Regions from separate parts of the Mus musculus genome. Here regions 2 and 3 are each linked to region 1. Evidence: chromatin contacts called from public promoter capture Hi-C data. All regions are on one chromosome and are shown on one strand. The core of a region is the stretch at or near the end of the contact, and the rest is flanking DNA. Distances in the headings are between cores, read along the strand shown. Region 1 holds the start of Thap3 (THAP domain containing, apoptosis associated protein 3). Region 2 holds the start of Dffa (DNA fragmentation factor, alpha subunit). Region 3 holds the start of Smim1 (small integral membrane protein 1).

Region 1 (2,840 bases), core at 189-2,688:
TCTACAGAGTGAGTTCCAGGACAGCCAGGGCTACACAGAGAAACCCTGTCTCGAAAAAACAAAACCAAAAAAAAAGTCAAGGTGTGTAGAGCACCTGCCTACCCACTACTCTGGAAGGCCTGAGCTCCATCTCCAACACAAAGTAAAATATAAAAGTCTCCCAGACAGGATGCCAGCATGCATTAAGGGAGGGGGTGTTTTTTTTTTTTTTTTTTTTTTTTGAGTGTTCAAAGCCAGTTTTGGGTACATAGCTCTATTCACTGACTTCAGTCAGAACTACAGAAAAGGGCCTGGTCTCAATGGAGGAGGTGGCTATTAAAATAGATAAGACACCTGGCAAAATCCCTGTGGCCCCACAAAACAGGAAAGAAACTGTCCTCTGACCATCCATCCCATGGGAGACATGGCAAGAGGGTGGAGGATTCTTCTACACACAAATGAATTTAACTTAAAAACAAAGAATGAGAGCGGGCAGAGGTGAGTGTTCCCCCGAGTTTCTGGCAACTCAGATACCTGATAACTACCCATGCAGCCACCCGGAGGCCCTTCCATGCAGAGCACACATCCTGGCTCGTGGTCAATGGAATACTATGCAGAATAGTGCTTGTGGGGCAAGGATGACTCTCGCAGGGCCCGGAAGGAAGAGAGAGAGAGATTCCATTTCTTAAGGTTCAAACCTCGCCACAGCCACGCAGCCCACATGCAAGCTATCCCTGTGGGCTGGTGGGAGAAAAGACTGTAAGTGGATGCCAGCGGAGACGTCTGTGGGCTGCCAACTGATGTGTGTATTTTTCTATGGTTGCTACTCTTCAGCAGAAACATTCAAAGTGTACAGGGTGCGGGCTGCCAGGAACTGAGCCCTGAAGGCACAGACATCGCTCGAAGCCGGAGCAGTTGAAGGGTGCTTCCCTAGAAAGGGCTCAGCACGAGTCTTGCTGGGGAAAAGGGGTCCCAGGGCTGCAGAACCGGGGATCTCCCACCTTCCCACAGCCGAAATCCCTGCCATGAGGCCCGGCCATCCTGGGAGCACTCATTCCTCCAGGCCTCCCGCGAGGTGACGCAGGCGCAAGGGGCCAGAGCAGGGACACGGCCAGGTGCCACTCACGCCCATCTAGTTTGCACTGAGCACCTACTGCTTCCAGGCGAGGAGGGGGCGGCGGGGTCAGGCTGTGAGGCCGCGCGCAGGAGCATCGCCCGCGCCCGGCCCGGCCCCTCTACGCAGTCCCGGTCCACCTCGCCTGCAAACCCTGGCCTGGGCCTCCCGGAGCTCCCGCCCAGTGCACCGAGACCCGCGAGCGTTCCGTAGGGTCGGGTCCCGGCTTCCCCATCCCTCACCGGTGGAAGGTGAGCTGCTTCCTGCGGCTGCTGTAGCGGTTGCAGCATTGCCGGGCCGCGCAAGACTTCGGCATCTCGGAGATGGGCCCACTGCCCCTAAAAAAGATGGCGGCTCGGCGGCCTCGGGGGGCGGAGCCTGAGGGGCGGGGTCCGCAGGCTCGGGGCGCCAGAGCAGGACTTGCTCTGCTCCCTAAAGAAGTTAGAGCTGAGGAATACCTCCTACAACTTGTGCCCAAGTAAACAACTTTGGAAACCTGGACTAAAAAAGCGTCGACTCCTAACTCAGCTAAGTTTCTGGCTTGCAGGGCTGGGTTTGTCCGTTACAGACAGGTACAGAGCCTGCCTGGCCTTGAACTCACACTTCATTCATCTCAGCTTCAGACAAGGTTTGGATCCCAAGGGAGGTACCCAGCTGGTCACTATACAGACAGAAGATGCCTAGCACTGGACTCACCTCACCAGTCCGAACTTCAAAGGGCCCTAATGGCTGTGGCTTTGAAAGCTCAGACAAGTGCGGGGTAGAGGGTAGGGGTGGCCGGCACACCTGAACAGACAAGTGTGACAGGAATTGAGGGAAAGGGAAGCCTTTCAAAAGTGCACACTGGGTTTGAGAGCTAACTGGATAAGTGGAGCAGGGGTCATGGTCCCTTTTCATCATCAGTTCAGCTCTGCCAGATCCGCCATCTGACAAGCAACTGGGGAGACCCACAGCCTTTTTCAGCACAGGACACCTAAGGAGGCACAGACCTCAAAGTAGCAATATCTTTATTTACAAAATATACAGTTTCACAGAAACAGCTTGCTTTATACACATAAACTTTATAATTACACAGAACATGTAAACGATGTTGTGTCTGGCCTGGCCAAAGCCCACGGGAAGGGTCTACTTGGGGCTGACCCTTCCCTCCCAGCATTAGCCATCAACCAGGAGCCCAGAGAGGCTCACGCCCAGTTTGCATAAACAAGCTGATTGCAGCTGCCCAGCTCAACCTACCCCCAAACCAAGGTGTCCAAATTCTGACACCACCCACAGGGAAAGATCCCCTTAAAAACAAAGCAAGCAAACACAAACAGATGTCAAATGTATTCCAGAGGCATTGATCTCTGAGCACATGTAATAATGGCCAGCTCCACTGTTCCACAACAAAACCACACATATTCTTAAATGCACTTAAAAAGAAAAAAAAACTACTGCAACTTTGGTTATTCTCAGGGTGAAGACACTGGACAACAACTGTCATGGGGCAGGTCTTTGGCAAATTCCTCTAACTTGTCCTGGGTATTTGTCCCATCAGAGCCACACAATAGCCTGGGGGCAAGACTGTTTCTATCACAGCTTCTCTTTAGAAGAGCTCTCCCCTTGAGGTCTGCACAATCTACAGAGCTCAGCAGTACTTCTACTTTAATATGAGCAACAGGATTTAAAAAAAGAAAGAAAGTTAAACTGGGTGAGTGAGAAAGATGCTATTATTTTTTTTTTTAAAAAAAGGCTCTGATTTGCCAAG
Region 2 (2,840 bases), core at 97-2,596, 2.9 Mb before region 1:
ATTAATTAATTTTGGTTTTTGAGACAGAATTTCTTTTTTTTTTAAGATTTATTTATTTATTATTATATGTAAGTACACTGTAGCTGTCTTCAGACACTCCAGAAGAGGGAGTCAGATCTCGCTACGGATGGTTGTGAGCCACCATGTGGTTGCTGGGATTTGAACTCTGGACCTTCGGAAGAACAGTCTGGTGCTCTTACCCACTGAGCCATCTCACCAGCCAGAGACGGAATTTCTTTGTGTAACTTTGGCTTGTTCTCCTTGGCCTTGAACTCAATGAGATACAACTGCCTCTGCCTCCCAAGAGCTAGGATTAAAGGTATTCACCAGCATGCTGGGTTACAAAAATAAAATTTTAAGAAACATAAGTAAACCAGCTCCTTTTAAAAACTTAATAATAATTTCATAGCAACCATTTGTGTGTGTGGGGGGGGTATGTGTTCACATGAGCATACATGCATGCATACAAATGTCAGGTTGTGTGATCAGAGAACAACTTTTGGAAATCTGTTTTCCTACCATGCTGGGCTCTGGGATCAAACTCAGGGTGTAAGGACTGGCAGCAAGCACCTTTACCCACTAAGCTATCTTGTCAGCTATTTAACTTAATGTAAAATGTTTACTTAATATTTCAACTTGCTTGTAAATCATATCCTTTAAACTTCAAAAGTCACAAAACCAGTCCTGAAAAACACACAAACACACACACACACAATTTTCTCTTTTATGTAGCTCTGGCTGTGTAGAAACTCACTATGTAGACCAGGCTGCCCTGGAACTCATAAAGATCCTTCTGCCTCCTGAGGATTAAAGGCCTGAGCCACAACACCCAGTTCAATGGCAACTCTTAAAACATGAATATGCATCTGGAGAGATGGCCCAGCAGTTAAGAGCACTGACTGCTCTTCCAAAGGTCCTGAGTTCAAATCCCAGCAATCACATGATGGCTCACAACCATCCGTAATGAGATCTGATGCCTTCTTCTGGTGTGTCTGAGGACAGCTACAGTGTACTTATGTATAAATAAATCTTTAAAAAGGAAAAAAAAAAAACATGAATATATGGCTGGCAATGTAGTGTAGAACTATGCTTACCATACATGAGACCCCGGGTTTTCCATCATACAGTCTTTTAGAGAAGAAAAGGAGGGGAAGGTAACAGGGTAGGGGAAAGAAAACAACAGAAAAAAAAGAAATCTCCAATCTGGACCACTTCCCTAAACTGAATCCCCCCCGCCCCTGGCTTTGAACCCAGAAACTACAATTCCCGTCGTGCCCTGGAACGCCCGTGATTAGCCGCCACTAGAACTACATCTCCCGGCGTGCCTTGGTCTCGCGTAACTTGCTGAGAGAACTACATCTCCCGTCAGGCAGCGGGAGGAAGGTTGTCAAAGCTTAGGGAAGGGGCTCTGGGCTACCTGGGATTTCCCAGAGTCGCCAGGTCCCCACTTTGAGGATGGAGCTGTCGCGGGGAGCCAGCGCCCCAGACCCGGACGATGTCCGGCCTCTCAAACCGTGTCTGCTACGCCGCAACCACAGCCGCGATCAGCACGGCGTGGCAGCCTCCAGTCTCGAGGAGCTGAGGAGCAAAGGTTGGCTGCTGAGGGGACCGGGCGGGGTCGGGAAGGTGACCCCAGAGCCTAGGGACTGCAGGGACCCACGTGGGTCCAGTGATTGACAGATTCCTGGCGTTTTTACTTACCTACACTGAGAGGAGCCGTGAAGGGGACGGGAAACTGTGCAGGTCCAGGTTCATTGACCTGATTTTGGACCAAACCGAGTCCAGCGTATTCTGTCCACTCTGGCTCACAGAGGCGGTACTGGGGCTCCCCGACGGGATGGGAATGGGAGTCCGCACTCAGTACCTATTCCATTAAAAGGGAGCTGTCAGTGCCTGCCCTTAGAGTCCAAGTAAGGAACGTGAGCCATGTTCTGATCCTGACTATACTTTGCATTTAACCATCTCTGGACCCTTAGTTTCCTCAGCCGTGTAGTGGGTGTATTTTCAACTTTGCTTCAAAGGATTCTTGGGACTCTCAAGTGAGATGGTCTGTTCAATGGTTACTTACAAGCGTTATTAGCCCGTAGCAACAAATGAGATACTCAAAGAAGTTCTGCAGGTCTTTCATGTCAGCTAGCTCCGGGCACGGATTCACCTGTGCCAGGGTGTGCATCGCTTCCGGAGAGCTAGCTACTGAGACCCAGGAGCAGGGTTTGATCTGGTGACAGGGGTTCTGTCACACCAAGGCTTGCATTTCACCCCAGCACAAGGTTAGTTCAGCTTAGTGCCACTTCAGTTGCATTGGCTGGGTGTCCTTGGCCCCAGAGACTTCTGTTCTCTGCAGCAGAGCCTATAGCAGACTGACTGGCAGTTCTATTTTGGGTGATGACAGCCTTATGGAAAGCCTCTTGCCTGGCAATAATATAAATGAAATGACACTGAGTAAAGCTTCTGCCAATACTGTAGTTTCCTTCAGTCTAGAAGAACTGCAAAAGAAGATAGCCACAGAGAGAATAAACCACCTACTTTTTGTTTTCTGACATTTGATGTGTAGAATTCAAGATTACCACCGAATAAATGAGCAAGGGACAGCATTACGCGTCCACTGTAATCAGACCAGCCTCTGGTTGGATGCTTATTTATGTAGACTCAAATGCCTCCTATGTGAGGATGCTGGAAAGATGGCTCAGCTGCTGAGAGTGCTTTCTGCTCTTGCAGAGGATCTGGGCTCAGTTCTTAGTACCCACATGGTGGCTCACAACCTTCTAGTACTCCAGTTCCAGGGCATCCAACACCCGCTTCTGGGCTCCATGCATGTGGGTGGGCACAACACATGTATG
Region 3 (2,840 bases), core at 170-2,669, 2.0 Mb after region 1:
AGGTACTGGGTACCCAATGTTCCCTTGTGGCACCCAGCTCCAGGACCCGGACCCTGTCTCCCAGCAGCGGGGGCACTGGGGATACAGCCCGTCCTACATAACCCTGTGTACCTGAAGGTACAGCAGGCCACTGGGCTGCAGGAAATGGGCTGAGGTTCTGGGCTCCAGAACCTCAGGACGCTCGGCTGAATGGGAAGAGGAAGGGCACCATCTTAACAGCCGCGCGTGTCTTCTGGTGGAGCCTCTGACTGACAGCCTGAGGTGACAGAGTGTTGCTGGAGTGTGGGCGGGCTGTTGTTTCAGAAAGAATCTGCCAGCTGCTTGCACAGGGCTGTCCCTTCCTCCTGTGGCAGCCACATTAGGCTGAGACAGGTTAAAGATCCCAATCCCCCCTTTACCGTGTCACCAGTTGTGGGCAAAGTGCTCTCTACAGTGGAATGTGGGGAGAGGGGACTTTTGCTTTCCCCAAATTAAGAGTAGCCACCTCTTTCCTGCCTGTGTGATGGCTGGAGCTGCTACACCCACATATGCAGTCTAGATATCCATGCAACACTCGCCTCAATAGGGCTATCTAAATCTACAGCAAAACCTGCCCACTTGTAGACTTTGGGGTGTGAAGAGAGTCTCCCCAGTTTGTTCAAGCCTGAGGTGGTAGGATCCTGTTATTTGCAGACTATCTTTGGCTGGACAGGCCGCCAGATAGCAGTGAGCTCTTTGGGCCAGGCTAGTCTAGGCTTCCTTCGTGGTAATCTGTCATAGACGCAGTCGGAAGGGCCTACAAGGCCCTTTCAAACACAGAGTGTCCCCTGGAGGGAATCCAACATGCAGCTGCTCATTAAACCGGTTTGCCCACGGAGCACCTCTGAGACCCCAACTTACAAAGGCGCGTCGGAAGCCTCCGGTGCTCAGGAAGGCTGTCAGGGTCTGTTCAATGGATCCCACCTTTCCCCAGCAGGGCAAACCAATTATGCTGAGAGGTAAGGTTGGTGCTTCGAGCCTTAAATAAAGAAAACAGTGGCGAGGAGAGGAGCAGTCAGCTAGAGGAAAGGAAGAAACTGGCCCCAAGGGTGATCCCTCCACCCCACCCCCACCCCAGGAGCTGAGCCGGCAGTTCCAGGCCTGACAGCCTTGGGTGGTTAGGCCTCCCTAACCCTTCCCAGTCCGGAATTCTCCGGCCAGGGAAGCTCTGGCCCCGGAGGACAGGGAATGGTGGGGCGTGCTGCCAGGCCCACCTCCTTGGGCTGTGCGGGAGGGAAGCCGCGGTCTCTACCGAGTGCGACTCACCTGTGCCTCTTGCAAGGGCCGCCCGCACGCCAGGGAGGCTTCTCCAGCCCCCTGGGGTGACGGGGGCGGGGCCGAGGCCGGGGAGAGGGCAGGGTCTGAAGGGCGGGGCCAAGGGAGAGAGGCCAGCCTGGGAAGCCTGCAGTCACAGTCGCCAAGGAAGTCTAGTCTAGATGAGGAGGGGCGGACCCCCCTCGGACTTTTCCCAGCCTGCTGCAGAACCGTACAAGCCATCCCAGACGCCTGCAGAGGGCGCCAGGTCCTTCCCAGCCTCGCAGAGTCGGACTGGAGCTCAGGCTCAGTTCCGTGCTCCCAGGTAGAGCCTGGGCACTCTCCAGATGGAAGACAGAGATGGCCCCTTTGAACTGGTGGCACCCAGTGCAGGGGAGCTGCAGTAGCAGAAGAGCGGGTGCGCAAGATGTGGATGAAGAGCCAGCAGGTGAGTGAGCGCTCTACTGAGCAGAACACGTGGTACAGACTTCATGACCCACAGACCGCAGGAGCCCAAGGATTGGGAAGATGTCCTCTGTAGCTCTACTGCCTCCTGCCTCCCACCCTTTCTCCATCTTCCAAAGGGGCCCCGGTAGCAAGAGCATGCCCCAGCAGAAGTTTGGATCAGAAGGAGCATGGGGGCACCCAGCCTCTGACCCAGAGGAGGGTGCAGTGGGAGGGGACATGACCTGGGTGGTTCAGGTGCAGAGAATGAGGTCCTGTAGGTACCAGAGAGATGAGACGGTGGCCAACTCTAAGGTTTAATTATCTATCACAGAACTAGCCACATAGACTGGCTTTGCCAGCAGGGTCCTGGTCTCAGCTGGGCATGCTGTATCACTTGGATGCCATCTTCTTGATCTTGCTAGGCAGGGAGACATCTGACTGCTGTAGTGGGGGCACCTTCACGCCCTTTTGCTTCAGCTGACTGTAGAAGTCACTCCTCTCCGAGATGATCCTCTGAACAAGAAACATAGTCAGTGGGTGCTTTCTCAGCTCTGCAAGGAGGTCTCCCACCCCCACCCCAGGACTTGCTGCAGCAGGCAAGAGCAAACCCATATCAAAACAAAGGCAGAGATCTCTGCCTCTGAAGTGTGTGTCCCTGCCGGAGCTGTGATGCCACAGGAGGCAGGGTGGAAAGTGACAATGTGCTTGTCCCAGGAGTAGGCTTGTGTCTAACCTTCACTATAAACCCACCCCTTTGGTCAACACGGCACTGAAGGGAATATGCCTTAGATGCCTACAGACCAGAAAGCTGTCTGATCTCGTGCAGAAGGGCCATCTGGTCCCTCCCCAGCTCTGTCCTCACTCCTAGCAGAAAGAGTTATGGGACCTCAGGCATCTACTCTGCCCTGTCCCACTTCCCTCCCCACCAGCAGACACAGGCCATAGTCCTGTCCCCAGGGTCCTACTCCTCAGAGGTAGCAGTGACTCAGGCTCACTCCCCATGAGCTACAGGGAAATGCCAGAATGTTGGGCTCACAGGGCAATATAACAGAAGGCCTAGACCTTGGGAACAGATTGGCTGCTAGTGAGATGCGACCCTATGTCACATGTGGCCGCAACCA

The links. Promoter capture Hi-C pulls out the DNA fragments that hold promoters and counts their contacts.
Region 2: a contact with region 1 is called in a promoter capture Hi-C map of liver, with 9 times the contacts expected there. The contact joins the promoter of Dffa here to the promoter of Thap3 in region 1. A contact is called at or near these places in 2 of 39 promoter capture datasets (liver and pre-B cells) and 1 of 484 Hi-C or Micro-C datasets (B cells).
Region 3: a contact with region 1 is called in a promoter capture Hi-C map of liver, with 7 times the contacts expected there. The contact joins the promoter of Smim1 here to the promoter of Thap3 in region 1. A contact is called at or near these places in 3 of 39 promoter capture datasets (liver and pre-B cells), 1 of 115 datasets of contacts at active chromatin or transcription factors (large pre-B cells) and 1 of 9 other capture datasets (pancreatic islet).

Annotation. Positions count from the first base shown.
Region 1 is chr4:151,987,548-151,990,387 of GRCm38.p6, forward strand. It overlaps Thap3 (THAP domain containing, apoptosis associated protein 3), which reads right to left and starts at 1,439. Exons shown (of 4, transcript NM_175152.4): 1 at 1,336-1,439. The coding sequence starts at 1,409. It overlaps Phf13 (PHD finger protein 13), which reads right to left. Exons shown (of 4, transcript NM_172705.2): 4 at 2,084-2,840.
Region 2 is chr4:149,102,796-149,105,635 of GRCm38.p6, forward strand. Dffa (DNA fragmentation factor, alpha subunit) reads left to right here and starts at 1,347. Exons shown (of 6, transcript NM_001025296.2): 1 at 1,347-1,591. The coding sequence starts at 1,456.
Region 3 is chr4:154,024,625-154,027,464 of GRCm38.p6, forward strand. It overlaps Smim1 (small integral membrane protein 1), which reads right to left and starts at 1,420. Exons shown (of 4, transcript NM_001163721.1): 1 at 1,285-1,420; 2 at 880-997. It overlaps Ccdc27 (coiled-coil domain containing 27), which reads right to left. Exons shown (of 12, transcript NM_001033455.2): 12 at 2,020-2,232. The coding sequence ends at 2,110.